Regions from separate parts of the Pan troglodytes genome. Here regions 1 and 3 are each linked to region 2. A link is a contact called in public Hi-C and HiChIP or PLAC-seq data. All regions are on one chromosome and are shown on one strand. Each heading gives the region's core, a stretch centred on a gene start, on an enhancer-like site or on the middle of the called end of the contact. The rest is flanking DNA. Distances are from core to core; before and after follow the strand shown.

What was found. Hi-C and Micro-C count contacts between places; a contact is called where the count stands out from the background. HiChIP or PLAC-seq counts read pairs in DNA pulled down with a chosen protein or histone mark.
Region 1: a contact with region 2 is called in an H3K4me3 HiChIP or PLAC-seq map of stem cell-derived excitatory neurons, with 6 times the contacts expected there. The contact joins the promoter of NSUN7 here to the promoter of APBB2 in region 2. A contact is called at or near these places in 1 of 7 Hi-C or Micro-C datasets (stem cell-derived neural progenitor cells) and 1 of 1 datasets of contacts at active chromatin or transcription factors (stem cell-derived excitatory neurons).
Region 3: a Hi-C map of stem cell-derived neural progenitor cells shows a contact between it and region 2, with 5 times the contacts expected there. The contact joins the enhancer-like site here to the promoter of APBB2 in region 2. A contact is called at or near these places in 5 of 7 Hi-C or Micro-C datasets (blood, induced pluripotent stem cells, a lymphoblastoid cell line and 1 more), 1 of 1 datasets of contacts at active chromatin or transcription factors (stem cell-derived excitatory neurons) and 1 of 1 other capture datasets (stem cell-derived neural stem cells).

What each region holds. Positions count from the first base shown.
Region 1 is chr3:41,071,784-41,075,486 of NHGRI_mPanTro3-v2.0_pri, forward strand. It overlaps NSUN7 (NOP2/Sun RNA methyltransferase family member 7), which reads left to right and starts at 1,515. Exons shown (of 12, transcript XM_063808783.1): 1 at 1,515-1,640; 2 at 2,423-2,811. The coding sequence starts at 2,514.
Region 2 is chr3:41,535,973-41,539,712 of NHGRI_mPanTro3-v2.0_pri, forward strand. It overlaps APBB2 (amyloid beta precursor protein binding family B member 2), which reads right to left and starts at 2,139. Exons shown (of 17, transcript XM_063808776.1): 1 at 1,933-2,139.
Region 3 is chr3:41,256,047-41,259,573 of NHGRI_mPanTro3-v2.0_pri, forward strand. APBB2 (amyloid beta precursor protein binding family B member 2) reads right to left here. Exons shown (of 17, transcript XM_063808776.1): 8 at 1,730-1,815; 9 at 1,572-1,632. Among named protein-coding and RNA genes, the nearest start is that of NSUN7, 180 kb to the left of the region's middle. Within about 2 kb of position 1,980, at least 5 of the 24 cell types and tissues checked have an H3K27ac peak or open chromatin away from gene starts, as enhancers often do. A contact at or near this core is called in induced pluripotent stem cells and stem cell-derived neural progenitor cells, where this site is marked.

The sequences.
Region 1 (3,703 bases), core at 265-2,764, 460 kb before region 2:
TGATCATTTCTTTTTTTTTTTTTTTTTTTTTTTTTTTTTTTTTTTGAGACGGAGTCTGGCTCTGTCGCCCAGGCTGCAGTGCAGTGGCCCAATTTCGGCTCACTGCAACCTCCGCCTCTCGGGTTCATGCCATTCTCCGGCCTCAGCCTCCTGAGTAGCTGGGACTACAGGCGCCCGCCACCACGCCCGGCTAATTTTTTTGTATTTTTAGTAGAGACGGGGTTTCACCGTGTTAGCCAGGATGGTCTCGATCTCCTGACCTCGTGATCCGCCCGCCTCGACCTCCCAAAGTGCTGGGGTTACAGGCGTGAGCCACCGCGCCCGGTCAGGTGTCTGATCATTTCTATACATTCATTATTTTACTTGTAGGGCTGAACACAATGCCAGGGACACAGCAAGAATTTAATATATACTTGTTAAACGAACGAATGAATGCATGTATACATAAAATGTTACGGAATGTTTAACGTATTCCGGGGATAATGAAAGTGGGTGGATTTCTGAGAGGAGGGGTCAGGGTTAGAGTTCTGTACTGCTGATTTTTTCCCCATTATCCATTCTCTCCTTCTTCTACAGTAATAGTTCCCTTATTTTTAGCTGGACACATTTACCAGCCTCTTGGTTGCTGGGTATATGACTGAGTTCTGACCAATAAAATGTGAGCCAAAGTGATATGTGCACCTTTCAGGTCATTGAAAAATATGGGCTGCCCTCTCTTTCCCCTTCATCCTACTAACCACTGGCTGGAAATGGACATGGCCTTAGCCTAAAGAAGGAAGGGCAAATCCCTAAGGAGGAAAGGCAGAGGTGGAATTAGGACCAGTTGTCTTTCAACTATACCAGAGTTTTTCAAACTGTGGTCTTTGGGCTGATTGCATCAGAATCGCCAGTTACCTGATAAAAATGCAAATTACTGGGTCTTAGCAACTCAAATCTCTAGGATGGGTTCCAAGGATTTTTTTTTAGCTGGAGGCGGTGGTTCACGCCTGAAATCCCAGCACTTTGGGAGGCCGAGGAGGGAGGACTGCTTGAGCCCAGGAATTCGAGACCACCCTGGGCAACATAATGGGAACCCTGTCTCTGTTATTTAAAAAAATTATTACAGATGGCGCAGTGGCTCACGCATGTAATCCCAGCACGTTGGGAGGCCAAGGCTGGCAGATCACTTGACGTCAGGAGTTCGAGACCAACTTGACCAACATGGTGAAACCCTGTCTCTACTAAAAATACAAAAATTAGCAGGGTGTGGTGGCGGGCGCCTGTAGTCCCAGCTACTCGGGAGGCTGAGGCATGAGAATCACTTGAACCCGGGAGGAGGAGGCTGCAGTGAACTGAGATTGCGCCACTGCACTCCAGCCTGGGCAACAGAGCGAGACCATGTCTCAAAAAAAAATTATTACTATATTTAAAAAATATTTTAAAGAATGCGTAGTTTTAACAGGGACTTCAGGGACTTGTGAGTTAAAACCACGGAACGACGTCAGACTACCTCAAAAATATCCCCAAATGTTTATAAACAAAGCCAAGGGCACGCACTCAGGCCCGGTGAGGTCCAGGAACTGTGCAAGAGGCCTCTGGCTCGGAGGGGCTGAAACAGGTGTCCCCGCGCGCTGGGGGAAGAGCGACTCTCCCGGCAACAGGTAGCACCCGCCAAATCCCGCGGGAACGGCCCTCGCGCCGCGCCCCCTGCCCCACCTCCGCTCGCGGTTGCCATGAAGACCCGGTCCGGGAGCAGTCGACTGCTAGAGACTCGGGAGGCTGAGCTTTCCTCGGCCTGAGCCAGCCAGACCCCGGGCGCCGCGCTCACCCCTCTTCGCCGCCACGTCCGCGAAGGCCTCACGCGCGAGGCCAGGCGAGGCCCCGAGGCGCCCACCACTTCACGACACCGGAGCGAACCGGGCGCCAGAGGCTGCGACCCCCCTGCCCCGAATCCGGCCGGTGGGAGTGGCTGCATTTGAACCAAACGGCCTTCGCGGGCAGCAGCCGTCGCCCCGCAGTCCCGGGGCTCCCAAGGGCCTGTGACCGACGCCGCCCTCCGCGTCTCTTCGTCCCCGAAGCCCCGGGAACCATCCGCCCTCGGGGTAAGGGAGGAGTCGGGGGAGCCGGTGACTGGGCTGTGGGGACGCGGACGGGGCTCCGGGAGCAGCTCTGCCCCCAGACTGGCTTGAGGGAAGCCGCCGGTCTCCTTGGGGCTCTTCTCCCTCCGCCGCTGCACCCCTCCTCGCTTTTTTTTTTTTTTTTTTTTTTTTTTTTTTTTTTTGAGCGTGTGGAAGTTCCGTGCGCGGCTTGTCCGGCTCGAAGTCTGGGACACTCAGATGGGACAGGAAATGCTCCCTCTTAGTCTTTAAGGCCACAACGAAGGGGGCCACCCACAGGGGTGCTGCAGAAAGAGTGATTTACTGCAATCACCTTCTCTTCACAGAGACCATGCTGCAGATGCGAGGAAAGCCGTTTCCTGGAACATCGGAATTCTAACCCCAGGGTGAAGGACTCACGACAGGCGAGGGGCAGACATGCTGAATTCCACGGGCGAACTGGAGTTTTCGAACGAAGAAGATCCCGAGATCATCTCCCAACTCACTTCCCTGCCTCTGTCCGGTGGGAAAAGCTCAGCTGGTGTGCCCGAAAAAACGGGCTATCCGGACTCCGTTTATGTCATGGCAGCCAACATTTTTCAGGGTATTCGAATCGAAAAGTCGGCACAGAAAGTCTTAATCAAGTATGGGAATGAACCCCTGCGGTCCTTGTCCGAGTCTGAGGATCAGTCCTTTCAGCGTTTGTCTTATGAGCTGGCTTTCAGTGCCCTGAAATGTGAGTTGTGCCAGTCTGGAAGATCAACACTAAAAGAAAATAATAGCGAGAGAATTTGGGGAATGCAGCCCTCCTCCTCCCTTCCCCTCATTCACACCAGGTTTTGGTTTTAGGCATGTGCATATCTTTGGTTAATTGCAAGTGTCAAGGAATTAGGGTTCCCATGAAACTAGCTCTTCCAGCCCAGGATTGCAGATTTCCCCGTGCACTGTGTTTGTCTTTAGATCGGTGTAGTGCGCGGTCATTACATTGAACAAGGAAACAATTTATTCCAATGATCATTTCCCTCTCCCTGTATTTTTTTTCCCCTCGTAGAGTTAGGGGTCTCGCTTTATTGTCCGGGCTGGTCTCAAACTCTGGACCTCAAGGAATCCTCCCGCTTCAGCTTAGCAAAGTGCTGGGATTACAGGCAGTGAGCCACCACGCCTGGCCTCCCTGTGTATTTCTTTCCATTCCCTGTGTTTACCTTTTTTGGTATTTTAGTTTATGAACTTTCACAAATATAAAACCAGTAAGGGAGGATGGGGAGAGGAACAGAGACGGAATAAAAAGAAAAGGTGCAAAATTTAAAAAATGAATATCAAAATTACACCAACCCCAATTAAGACTATCCCATTCATAGCCACTAGCTTTAATGGGAGGAGCCAAACTTTAGTAGAACTTCCCTTTCTAATTTGCCTTCAGGGTTTGAGACTCAAGGATGGTTAGTTATCAATCTGAGGCCAGGGGTAGTTGCTCAGGCCTGTAATCCCAGCACTTTTCGAAGCCAAGGTGGGAGGATTGATTGAGCTCAGGCGTTAAAGACCAGCCTGGGCATATAGTGAGATCTCCTCTCTACAAAAAAATTTAAAAATTAGCCCAGTATGGTGGCACATGTCTTTAGTCCCAGATA
Region 2 (3,740 bases), core at 889-3,388:
GCTCCGCGAGTCCCGCGCAGGGAGCGGCGCTGACGAGATTCCACTTCTCCAGGCTTTGGCAGCGGCTGCGCGAGGGAAGGCTGGAGGGACCCGGCGGGGCGGGGGCCGAATGGGAGAAAGGCGGGGCCGGGGGCTGGGGGCCGGGCAGAAGGAGGCGGGCCGCGCTCCCAGGGCGACCCCTGCAGGTGGAGGCGGCAGGGCCTGCGGGAGGCACGCTCCCCAATCGCCTGGGAACACGCAGGGAGGCAATGGGTGCCCCAGTAAGACCCAAAGGCAGGACGTGCAGTGCAGCCCGGGTATCCCCTCCATGTGGCTGGTGTCTGTCTGCACCAAAAGGCAGTTGGGTTACTTTAGCCCTGGCTTTTCTCCCACACGCCAGCATTCCCTTGCAATAGGAAAATGTCCCCACAGGAGAGCTGCCCACACCCACCCAGGCTAACTGCAAGTTGTAGGCGACACCTTCTCCTTCCTTCTACCTCCTATCCCCACCCCCAGGCACATGCCGCACACACACTCTTCTTTGATCCGGAAATCACAAGATAATATCAGGGGAGAAATACAACTGCCGGAGAGGAAAAGGAGGTATTCCTTTCCATTGCCAATAATATTATCTATAACTCTAATTGTAAGCGTGCAAACAAAGCCCTGATAAGAGTCGAGTCTCAGTAAATGGTAAACTGTGCTCTGCCCCAGACGCTGTGAATGACATCCCCAAAGTATCCTTAGGATTGCTCTTCACCAGGGCAGCGGTTGTCAAACTGGAGCCTGGATCAGAATCGCCTGGAGGGTTTGCTGAAGTACAAATCCCTGAGTCCCAATCTGTGTCTCTGAATGGGTAGATATGTGGTGGGGCCCAAGCATCTGTATATCTAACAAGTTCCCATGGGATGCTGATGTTGCTGGTATGAGGACTATACACTTTAGAGAACCCTACCCATACACAAACATACACAGTCCTACCGAGGATCGCGAATTAAAAACTCACGTGATTCTTCCTATGAGGACTCTATGCAGTGGGGTGGGCATTACTTTATTCTTTCCTACATGAGTTTATTAAGGATCCACGAGGTCTTGTACTAGGCCTGAGGATAGTGGTGAATTTAAAAGCCCAGGCCCCTGCTTTCATGGAATTTATAGTCCGGCCGGGTGACAGACACCTATCAAATAATCACTCAAAAAGGTTATTTCAAACAGGTAGAGTGCTGGGAGGGAAATGCACAAGGTGCGAATAGAGTGTATAGAGGGACCCTCATGCAGACTCAGTGAGGTTGTTACGAAGGGATGGGAGGGGGGCTGCCTTGTGGAAGGTGGTTTCTGACTTTTGCACTCCAATAACCTCTCCAATTAACGATTATCTCCCTCAGACCGAGCTGGAGGCCAGCAATCGTGTCCCTCCTTCCTACAACATAAAAACAATACTGTCACAGAGAAATCCCTATAAATTCATGAAAAGTGTTTACTCTTGGGACTGAGTCTCTGCACCCCAAGATCCACCTAACACGTCCGTGGACCAAGGACAGTCGAGGGCCACAGTAGACCTCTTGGGGAAAATACAGGCTCTCTGAACTGGAAAGCCTTGTGGTTCTTAGTCTGTGATCTTCAAGGCCAAAGAGGCAAGGAAACCAGCCCAAGACCACCACTCCCGTCAGGAGCGGAGATCGACCAGCCTCCAACCTTGCAGACGAGTCCTCTTTCCAAGGCACTCTATTCCCGGACCTCACAGCTCCCCTCAGATCCCCGGAACCCGGCCTGGCCACCCCGCTCTCTCTCGGGGGTCCGGGGTAGGTGAGCGGAGCCTGCCCCTCCCAGGTCGGTCTCTTCCCGACGGAGAGGAAAACCCGCGGTGGAGTCCGCGGCGGCGGGGCGGGGCGGGGCGGCGCGCGCAGGCGCAGAGGCCGCCAGGTTGGGCCGAGGAGGCGCCCTGCTCCACACCTGATGCAATCAGCCTTCCGGAAACGGGTCCCGCTGCCGCGCTCACCCAGGAAACACTTCCGCGCCCTCCTCTGGCCGCTGAGCTCCCGGGGACGGGTTCCCAAACTGCCCCGGCCCGACTTCGCCACGGGCGGTGTTCTGCGCCCCGTCGGGGATACGCCGGAGAAGTCGGGAAGTCACTGCCTGGGCACACAAAATCCCTGAAATGCCCTGACAGTGACGTCGAAACGGCCACCAAGCGTTGCGCAGCTGCAGGAGGAAATTCCCTTAATTATGAATTTACAGAGGGGACTGATCGGGGCCGGAGGGAAGGCTTTGACCCTTCCCTTGCTTCCTTCCTTCTTCCGCCTCCCAACACATTGTCTCCCTCACTGAAAGGAACGTTTAACAGCAGTTTTAAGGCAGTATGGAGAGGAATCTCCATGCCCTCTGTCTTGCTAAATATGTAACAGCACTTTAGCTTTGCTACATAAAGCTTTCCCACCGCGCGCTCATTTTATAAATAAGTAATTGGTTTCTGCATACCTCATCATTTCAGTTTACAAAGAAAATCATTTCTCGTTTCACCACTTCATGCAATTTTTATATCTATTGTGAGTGGGTTTTTTCTTCATGCTGACTCACCCATTAGTTGTTTTCCAAGGAAATGAAATATCCAAGAATATTCCAAGAGCATGTTCTTTAAAGCATGGAAGTAAACGCTGTGAACAGTAGATAAAAATGACCTCTCTTAAGTCCCTTAAGGCCAAAGGTCCTCCTAGGGAGTTGGGGGAAGGAGGCAGATCCAAGGAATTTTATTTGGAAGGATACTTCAAGACCATTCTAGAATCAAATCAAGATCAACTCTTAGACTTTACAGATGACATTTACCTCTCTGTGGCCCAGAGAAATAAATGACTTCTTTATTTAGACAAACCAAAGGCAGAAGTGGCACTTGAAGCCAGATTTCTCAAAATTCCAATCTAATGGGGAAAAAAAAAAATGTTTTTTGCACAAACACCGTAGGGAGTGCAATACTATATTACAATGCAGTTTTACAATCCAAAGATTACAAAATACAAAATAGGTGACAACAAAAGGGATCCTATTACTTGTTCCTACCTGTGACGTCATTAGTCTTTAAATAGTCCATGATCAACAAATATCCAGCCACTTCTAAGTGGCATTGAATAGCCAGAGTCTAGGCATTAAATATTTCAATTAAACAGGTATGAGTCAGGTGCAGTGGCCCAAGCCTGTAGTACCAGCTACTGGGGAGGCTGAGGCAAGAGGGTACATGAGGCTGGACGTTCAAAGTTGCAGTAGGATCTTGCCTGTGAATAGCCACTGCACTCCAGCCTGAGCCACACAGCAAGACCTCATCTCAAAACAAAACAAAAAAAACAGTATAACTACAAAACATCAAGAAATCTTCTGTGCCAACATTAAGAACTTCTAGTATTATTATTTGATTGTGTGGTGTATGTGCAACGGTTTGAGCTTAAACCAAGGGAATTTTAATGATCACAACAAAATATCACGGTCATGATTTTCTTCTGTAATGATTTTAAATACTTTAACAATATAGTAATCAAAGTGAAATAAAAAACAACTCAAAACTCATGCCTGCAATAAGATAAAATCTAATTCTTCAAAACTCTGTCTACCTTCTTATCTTGAGGAATGAATTTCTTTTTGGAATGTTCTGACAGAGATCTGGAGGAACACCTTCTATTGAAGCAAAAATAGAGTTGAGTAAATGTCAAAATGCAGAGGTACAAAATACACACTATCACACAGTACCAGTTTTAGAATAGCTAACTCTTACT
Region 3 (3,527 bases), core at 730-3,229, 280 kb before region 2:
ATGGAGTCTCGCTCTGTCACCCAGGCTGGAGTGCAGTGGCGCGATCTCAGCTCACTGCAACCTCTGCCTCCTGGGTTCAAGTGATTCTCCTGCCTCAGCCTGCTGAGTAGCTGGGATTACAGGCATGTGCCAACAAGCCTGGCTAATTTTTGTATTTTTAGTAGAGACAGGGTTTCACCATGTTGGCCAGTCTGGGCTTGAACTCCTGACCTCAGGTGATCCGCCGCCCTCGGCCTCCAAAAGTGCTGGGATTACAGGCGTGAGGCACCACACCTGGCCGTTAATGTGTTTTTTAATTGCTATTTAATGTTACAATCCCTCAGGCATGGGGATACTTATAAGTGCAAACCCTTACAAACACTCAGGGCCCTGTCCATATCTTGGTACATGCACACAGACCATTGGCTTCTGGGTCCCCTCTCCCATCAGCTGCTGGACAGATGCACCATGCACTGACCAGGGGCGGGGAAATCAAGCCAGGAATCCTCTCTTCCCATGGGCCCACAATCTCAACCCACAGCAGATGGGTGGGCCATAAATGTATTGCAACATCAGTGTTGGGACATGCTAGGTGCCTGGACTGCGGGTAGGCAAGAGGCTCACCCCCACTAAGTCGCCTGTGGAACACACAGCAGTGTTGCCAGCCCAGACTGGGCTGGTCACCACCACGCTCCAATCCCAAGATACCCAGGGAGTGTGCACTTGACCCCAACCCTCCCGTGCTCACACCCACGTCTCTTCCGCGGTAGAGGGCAGTAGAAGTCTCTACGTAGGGAGGGAGATAGGGAGGTCTGGCAGGGCCTGAGACGCCGGGGGGCCAGAAGGTGAGAACCGCACGGGGACGCTGGGAGGTGGCAGGACTGTGTGCAATCCAAAGCCCAGCCCTCTCATGGACATTCCATTGGACTTGACTTATAAGATACAAATTCAAAGATTAAGAATTTCCTGACAGCAACCTTGAAGCATTCATCCCCACACACAGGGGCCTTCTCATTGTGGGGCCTGTGCAGCTGCACTGGCCACATGCCCAGAAAGCTGGCTCTGTTAGCAACCTACCAGAAGTCCAGAAACAAAATGGACACAAGTTTGCCCCAACTGCCCCCAGTTTTCCATCATAAAACCTAATTATCCAATCTGTGTTTATGACAGGAATGGCAAAGAGATTTCACCTTGCACAGATATGAGGCTGCTCTGGTGGCGGTAGGTGGGAGGGGTCTCATACCCTACCTGTTTAGCTTCCTCTCCCATTGCTTTGCAAGGCAGAGCCTGGTGTATCTTTAAAGACTTCTAAAGCCCACCCATTTGAACAATAATGGTAATTTATTACATTGTGCAAAGAGCTGACGTAGTGAGATACAGGCAGAGTCTTGATGGTTCTAGAAATCCCCACAAACCTAACTTAGCCTAGGGATTTTCTTCAAGTGTCAGGGAGATTAGGAAAGAGAAAATTGAGGGATAATTACTTATTAAATGGCTCTGGGTTGATGGTTTGTAAAAACTGGACAATGATCCAAAGTCATTATTTGGATCTAAGAATATAACCTGGTGGCTGAAAGCAAGTCTTTACAAACCTTGGCTTCTGGGTCACTGTTGATACTACAAGAATCATCATCATCAGGGTGTGGGGCATTTCTAGGCAGAAAAACAGAAAAGTGGACTTAGAATTCTATTGCAAACTATCTGCACAAAGCCATACATTGACAGCAGGTCGATCCTACTAATGTCCTACCTGAGTTTCAAAGATGCATAGCGTAGGGTTGCTCCTTCAAACTCTTTTAAACTGGGGTCCGGGTTAACAGTGGCTGCATGCAAATCCTAGAGGAAAATAGAACCTTGTTAATGTACAATGGGGGAGGAGTCCATTCATTGCCTCAAATATCAAAGGGGAGAAACGTCTTCCCAGCAAGAGGCAGAGAGTGTACGTGAGCTTAGGCAGAGAAAGGCATGCAAGGACTGTTGAATGCTGACTGGTGCAAACTCCTGTTCTTACAAAACAACGGGGAACCTAGGGCATTCACAATGGGAGACACCAAAAAAAGGCAACAGGAGTGTGAGCTGAATGCCCCTAGCAAGAAGCCCGATCACTGTGTCCCTGCAGAATGCATGATATTCACAAAGAAGAAAAATATACAGCCACAGCCATGCAGAAAGGATAAAATATTAAATGATCTAAGATCTGACAATATACTTGCCTTCCAAATGTCACTATTAATCTTTCCCCCATTCAGAACAGCAAAATCACTCCATGGCTGTTTCTAGACATATAGTTATTCACATAGGAAAAAAGCACATTGATTTAAAGAAAAAGAAAAGAAAAGAAAAAAAAACACAAGACACTGTTGTTAGCATTGATATTCACAAGATGGGTTAGGGAACAAGTTAACTCTAACAGCAACTTGTTGGCTCACTCCCTCTATGTCTAGATTATCACCTGAAGACGAGGGCAGGAGAGTGATGGTGCTTTAATTACTTACCAAATAAACGACTAAACATTATTAGAAGCGGACAGTTATTTCCTTAAGGTAATTTTAAAAGCAAACAATATAATTCCAAGTATTCAATAACTAGCATACCTAATTCCATAATAACCATTTTCCTCCCTATAAACCAAACAGAACTGTTTTCTGGTGGTGGGGGTGGAATGAGGGACGGGTACCATGTTTGTTTGGAAACTAGGGAATGCCCATGGCTGAGGGCCCCAAAAGTTGGGGGTCAAGATATTTTCACTTAAAAGAAAAAAAGGAGAATGATGGGGAGAGAGGGTTAGTGAAGAACACAGACTGACATCAACACTTGGCGGAAATTTAACCTAACAAAAAACAACTCTAAACAGTCTAACATAAATTCCTCCAATTCATAAAAGCTCTACTTTTTTTTTTTTTTTTTTGCTTCAAAAGCTTCTTCACAAATTAATACTTGATCATGAAATGATTTTCTAAACATAATTATAGTGCAAGGCATGAAGCCTGGCTTTGTTGCGAGAGCTCTTGCAATAACTGATTTCCAAATCTAAACAACTGCTCCATCCACCTCAGACAATGAGAAAATGTCTTTTCTTTCTACTAGGCCTAGTGAATATTCAAGTATTTTTCATCTAAGATTTGGGGAAATAAGCAAGCAAGGCTAATAAAACTCAGGGACAGTCTTGTGAATTGCTTTACTGACTGGTTAGGCAAATCTGTTTGTATAAGAAATCAACCATCAAAACTTTTCAGCTAATTCACTTTTCAACTGAAGTTCTTTGAAAATGAGAAGTGAATAATGACCCATAACTTTTACTCACAACATTGATACAGTTTTAAAAACCACTAAAAGCAGAAAAAAACTAAGCTTAAATGTCTTGTGCGTCGAAAGATGCATTTATTTTGTTTAAAAATTTTTTTGAGACAGGGTCTCACTCTGTCACCCAGGCTGGAGTGCAGTGGCCCAATCACAGCTCACTGTAGCCTTGACCTCCTGGCTCAAGCAATCCTCCTGCCTTGGCCTCCTGAGTAGCTGGGACTATTCAGGTGCATGCTACTACACGT